Regions from separate parts of the Mus musculus genome. Here region 1 is linked to region 2. Evidence: chromatin contacts called from public promoter capture Hi-C data. All regions are on one chromosome and are shown on one strand. Each heading gives the region's core, a stretch centred on a gene start, on an enhancer-like site or on the middle of the called end of the contact. The rest is flanking DNA. Distances are from core to core; before and after follow the strand shown.

Region 1 (2,700 bases), core at 114-2,613, 210 kb after region 2:
CTGGTTGGCAGAGTGGCTTATACTCATCTAGCTTATACTGTTCAGGATATCCCGCCTAGGGAATGGAGCAGCCATTAGTGGTTTGGATCTTCCTGCATCTCTTAGCAAGAAAAACAATCCTTTCCAGACATGTCCATAAGCCAATCTGTTCTAGGCAATTTTTTCACCTGATATCTTTTGACCAGGTGTTAAGCAGACAGTTAAAGCTAACCAGGTCAGTGTTATTCTGTTTTTGTTTTTAAATCCTGGCCTTAAACTACCTATACAGACCTGATTGGCCTTGGAACTCTGAGATCCTCCCGCCTGCACTATTTTCATCCGTGTACCCACTTGTCCATCTTCCCGGTTTAAAAAAAATTTTTTTTTCATTCTACATATACTACCTCTAGGGCAAAGCAGGACAACAAACCTTAATTCATATAACCAAAATATTCTTAGGATTCATATTGTTATGAGCCAGGAAAAAATATGAGAAGTGGGTTTAACAGGTACAATCCAAGGCCCTAAAGTGAATACCTTCTTTAAAATCAGACTTTTCCAGCTGAGTTTGCATGGAAAGTTTTTCCACTTACAGCAGTTGGGAGTTACATAACTTTTTGGAAGTCTCCCACTTAGCATTTTCTTTTCCTTAAAGGTTGGAAACACTTTACATACAGTAACCAGGGCAACCAGGAACAGCAAAAGCCGGAGGTGGTTCTATGTACAAAAGAAATTCTAAGATCCAAAGTTAAAAGGTGGAGCGGCGCGCATTTAGTCAACAGCAGCCCCTACTGCTGTCAATTAAAAAAAAACTTGGTCGGTTCTCGGACGTTCCCAACTCTTTGTTTTTTTGTTTTGTTTTTTTTTTTTTTTTTGCAAAAATCTTTGTTTCGGGAGAGAGAGAGTAGCAGGAGAAAATGAGAAGCACAAAACATACAAGCGGCTGGAAAGCCTCCCACGAGACGGGCGAGCTTTGCTTAGCGGGGTTAAATAAGCCGCGGCTTCGCAGTGCAACCATCTCAGCCCGCAGTCCACAAGGCGCTCGTCAATCTACCGCGCCGCTTACGCGAAGCACATGTGAGGTCCTCGCGGCGAGGCCATGTCAGGGCTCTCGGAACAGGGGGGGGCGAACTCAACCCGGGAAGCCCCGAAGGAAAGACCCCGGCTTCGGCGCGGCCTAGTCGCGGAGGAAGCCCGAGAGAGGTTCCAGCCACGGTTTTGACTAAGTTACTTCTGCGCCTCAGGCCAGGTCACAGCCCGAACAGTACGGGCAGAAAGGAAAAGATGTGTACTCCAGACCCTTCCGTATCGAGGACCCAAATCAACAACCCACCTGGTGAGCGCCATCTTCTTCCGCTTCTTCCTGCGCAGGCCACAACGTCGCCGGGCGAGTCTTGCCCGGGAACGAGGAACACAATGGAAAAATGCTCACTGCGCAGGCGCTCTGACCGAACGGCCCTCTGGGCCTTGTAGTTCTTTGAGAGAGACTTGTGACAGCCAGTCTGTTGAAAGTGCGTTAGCAACAACTACCTTAGCATACGAAATTCCTTACTTCTGTAGATTTTACAGGCTACAGGGTCTCTGTTTAACATGTCAGTAGTGATAATACAAAATATGATATAAAGCCTTATTTTGGGACGCTAATACTATTATCCAACTCTGCTTTAAGGCCGCTACACATAGTACTGCTTAAGAGTTTTGAATAGGATGCAAAGTCTGGCTGATCCCCCACTATAAGCCACCCTCCGTGCATATAGTTAATCGTTGTGTTAACAGTCATCTACTTTAAATTTTGCTTCACGAATGAATTATTTAAAAAACAGTGTGGGGTGTGGCAAATAAAGAAGATGCTAGAAATTAAGATCAATGAGCGTAGATTTAGTTCAGCTGATAATTTGGAGCTGAAGTAGGACTGAGACAGGTAAGAAAGACAATTATTTCTTTCTGAGATAGGGTTTTTCTGTGTAGTCCTGGCTGCCTTGGAACTTTTCCTATAGACCAAGCTGGTCATGATCTGACATCAGCTTGACACTGCCTCCTAAGTGTTAGGATCAAAGGTCTTTGCCACTGAATGCAGCTCAAGAAAGACAGTTCTTAGTCCAGCAGTTGAGGCACATGCCTTTAATCCCAGAGGTAGATCACTGTGAGTTCAAAGCCAGTCTGGTCTACAGAGCTAGTTCTAGGATGGCCAAGACTACACAAAGAAACCCTGTCTCAAAAGACTAAAACCAAACTGTCTTAGTGTACCCATTACTGTGAAAAGATGCCATGACTGAGGCAACTTTTATAAAGGAAAATATCACTTGTAGCTGGCTTAAATTTTCAGGGGTTCAGTTCATTATCATTATAGCAGCATCCAGGCAGACATAGTGCTGGAGAAGGAGCTGAGAGTTCAGCAAGCCAATTTGAAGGCAGTAAGGAGAGACTGCTTGTCTCACTCTGGGCAGAGCTTGAGTAGATATAGATCTCTTCAAAGTCCTACATCCACAGTGGCAAACCTCCTCCAACAATGCCATACCTCCTGAGAGTACCACACCTTGCACTAAGCATAAGTAAATCACCACGCCAAACAAACAAAAGGACTCTTCTTGCCACACACTGGTTTTCTATGGTAATGAGAGACTAAAGAGGCTACTGAGGGCAATGTTAAAATAATGAATGTGGGAAATCAGAAAGGCATAGCCCAAAACCTAGGATGTAGGATTGAAAGAAAGGGATGGA
Region 2 (2,700 bases), core at 132-2,631:
AGAAAATAAACATGTAAGGTTACATCCCGTTAGTATTTGATATAGCAGTTAGTCTGCCACTAGATAATATATGCAAAGTGTTTACCTAATCTTAATGCTACCTTAGATAAAACAAGAGAATTTTGTTTTCTGCAGTTCTGGGAACTGAGCTTCGGGCCTCCCACGTTTTAGACAAGCACTCTACCACTGAACTATATTCCCAGCCTCCAAAATTTTTGTAAAAAGCAATCTTAAATATTAAAAGAAATTCTAAACCAGGCCACAAATCATGAAGATGTGTACAGAACATAAACATGTCTCTAACATGTGTGCAAATTCATAAATAACTGTCATTCATTTGTCATTCACAACGATCCTGAAAGGTAAGCCTGGGAGATTCCCACCGACCAGGGGAACAAAGCTCAGAAGCAGTAAACATCACAACTTTACTAAATCACTTCTACTCCAAACTACAATCCAGGGTTTTTGGATCCTAGACTCTTTCTTTTCTTTTTTCACTTTTGGGAAAACTAGACAGATCTTTACAATGGTAACTAGAAATAGGTAGAGAATATGTCTAACAAACTTAGTACTTCACCAAGAATTCTTAAGACTCTTTTTACAGTAGTGGATACATTGTATTTCGAGTGACAAAAGAGACCGTGATTTACGTGGTAAGTAAAATGGTAACAATTTATAACTCTAAGAATGCTCAAAGGAAAGCGGGCTTCAACGTGATTTAAAATGCTTCCGAGATTTGATCTTATCGTCACCTGTACACTGACAGTCTGACATGGATAGGGGGACAGATGCGAGAGGACGGGAACACGACATAGGGAAAACAGGACCCGTTTAAAACACAAAACAAAACAAAACCAAAAACCAAAACCCTACAACCAAGAGGTTCCTTGCCTCAGGGTACTGTAGAAACCAGCTACTGGAAGTTAAGCTAGGTTTTTAAGGCGATGTTTGAGAACAAAGACCTGAGAGATTGGATTACAGGAGCAAGGTCCAGGAAACCACGCATCTACCACAAACACCAGAGCCTAGAGGGTGCCTGAGAAGACATATTCAGAACCAAATGTTGAGTAAGCTGCTTTGAGGCTTGCTGGAAAGCCCCATCTCGGAGCTCCCAAGAGTGGTCCCGACAGAAGAAGGTCGGAGTGAGAGTGTAAGGATGCCTCAGAAAAGACAGGGAAAGAAAAGGGTGCGGAGAGGGTGGGTTCACCTAGACACGAGGCCTAGACAGGGGCTTGGGACACCCTCACCTCTTCCACACCGAGCGCTCCTTCTCAGGACAGCGCCAGGCTCAGCCGCTGGACCAGCCTTTCTAAACAGGCTGTGAGGCATAGAGAAGAGCAGAAGGGGACAGCGGAGAAGAGTCTGAAGAAGGTGAAAGGAATACCCGCAAAGCATCCTGGAAGTTGTAGTTCCATAACCTCTATCATTCTTTCGTCCTCCCTGCGGGCCGCGAGGCTTCTGGACTAGCATTCCCAGAAATACTAGCGCATAGTGCTAGGTCATTTCCTTTACTTTCAGCATGACCTTCCGCAGTTATCGGAAGGGTTGGTTTAAAGACTACAACTCCCATCAGGCTCAGCAAGGTCGGTTTAGGGCCCAAGGAGACAATGAGAGGAATATTTTGTGTCCTAGCCGGTGGGGATTAGGATCTTGAGGGCCTAGACTTAAGAGCTTTTAAGATAAACTGAGAGAGCTGGAAGGAACGCCAGAAGTTACGGAACCTACGGCTCGGCGAGCTGGAACGGAAGTACCCGGTAAGAGCGAGGAGGAGCCGGAAGTTAAGGCTGGGAGGGGGTTGGGGTGGAGGGAAAAGCAAGCCAGGAGGTGCTGTGCTGCTTCTAGTAGTTTCCAGGCGCTGCCAGGCGGCTGGGACCGAGCGGTCCTCAGGCTGTGGCTGCGGCTGCTTGGGAGCTGGTAGCGGTGCGATAAGTGAGCTGATGGCCAAGTGGGGTGAGGGAGACCCACGCTGGATCGTGGAGGAGCGGGCGGACGCCACCAACGTCAACAACTGGCACTGGTATGGGCCAGCAAGACAGGCCGCAGGAGCACTGTTAACAGGCTAGGGGTTGGAGGTGTCTGGGACCTTGGCGAGTACGGGACCCAAGTAACCCTGGCCTGGGGTTGGGCGTGAGTCCTTTCTGTAGCAGGGGTCCCCTCCATCCCTCGCCACCATCACAGTCTTAGGGGCGATGGGTTCGACATGGACTGCTGAGTCCCCAAGGAGGAATTTCAGAGCGAGAACAGAGTGCCCTAGTTGCTGCATCCAGCCTGAGCCGGGTGATACTTCCTACACGTGGCCGCAGGCGTCCTTGAGATCCAGACCCCTGCCGATTGTGTTGGGAGTCTGCTGGGGAATTCGAGAGCTCCAGGCGCGGTAGTTGTTGGTTTGCGGGTTACAGTGAAAGCAAAAGTCATAGGGGACTACTGCCTCAGTCCAGCGTGAGAAGCTTTGGAACGTGATCTGCAGGGCACTTGGAGCTTCGGGATGCTGAACGCAATGCAGTCTCCTACCCGGAACTGTTAAGTTCTGTTGTAACAACTCCAGGTTGCCCGGCAGTCATGATTTTACAGCCTAACCGGTCTTGGAAGCTGCCTCATCTCTCAGAAATCTTCTGGAAACAAAGTTATTTGGAGTGCCACTGAACTTTACAGACATTATATTTTTTTTCCTCAGTTATAGCTTTTTGATTTTTAAATAGC

Evidence for each region. Capture Hi-C pulls out chosen DNA fragments and counts their contacts.
Region 1: a promoter capture Hi-C map of liver shows a contact between it and region 2. The contact joins the promoter of Snw1 here to the promoter of Vipas39 in region 2. A contact is called at or near these places in 6 of 39 promoter capture datasets (the C10 cell line, the HPC-7 cell line, erythroid cells and 3 more), 10 of 484 Hi-C or Micro-C datasets (CD4 T cells, double positive thymocytes, embryonic stem cells and 5 more), 8 of 115 datasets of contacts at active chromatin or transcription factors (the SCID.adh cell line, bone marrow-derived macrophages, effector CD8 T cells and 5 more) and 3 of 9 other capture datasets (adipose tissue, liver and pancreatic islet).

Annotation. Positions count from the first base shown.
Region 1 is chr12:87,470,936-87,473,635 of GRCm38.p6, forward strand. Snw1 (SNW domain containing 1) reads right to left here and starts at 1,364. Exons shown (of 14, transcript NM_025507.2): 1 at 1,313-1,364. The coding sequence starts at 1,326.
Region 2 is chr12:87,264,905-87,267,604 of GRCm38.p6, forward strand. It overlaps Vipas39 (VPS33B interacting protein, apical-basolateral polarity regulator, spe-39 homolog), which reads right to left and starts at 1,382. Exons shown (of 20, transcript NM_001142580.1): 1 at 1,248-1,382. It overlaps Ahsa1 (AHA1, activator of heat shock protein ATPase 1), which reads left to right and starts at 1,824. Exons shown (of 9, transcript NM_146036.2): 1 at 1,824-2,017. The coding sequence starts at 1,938.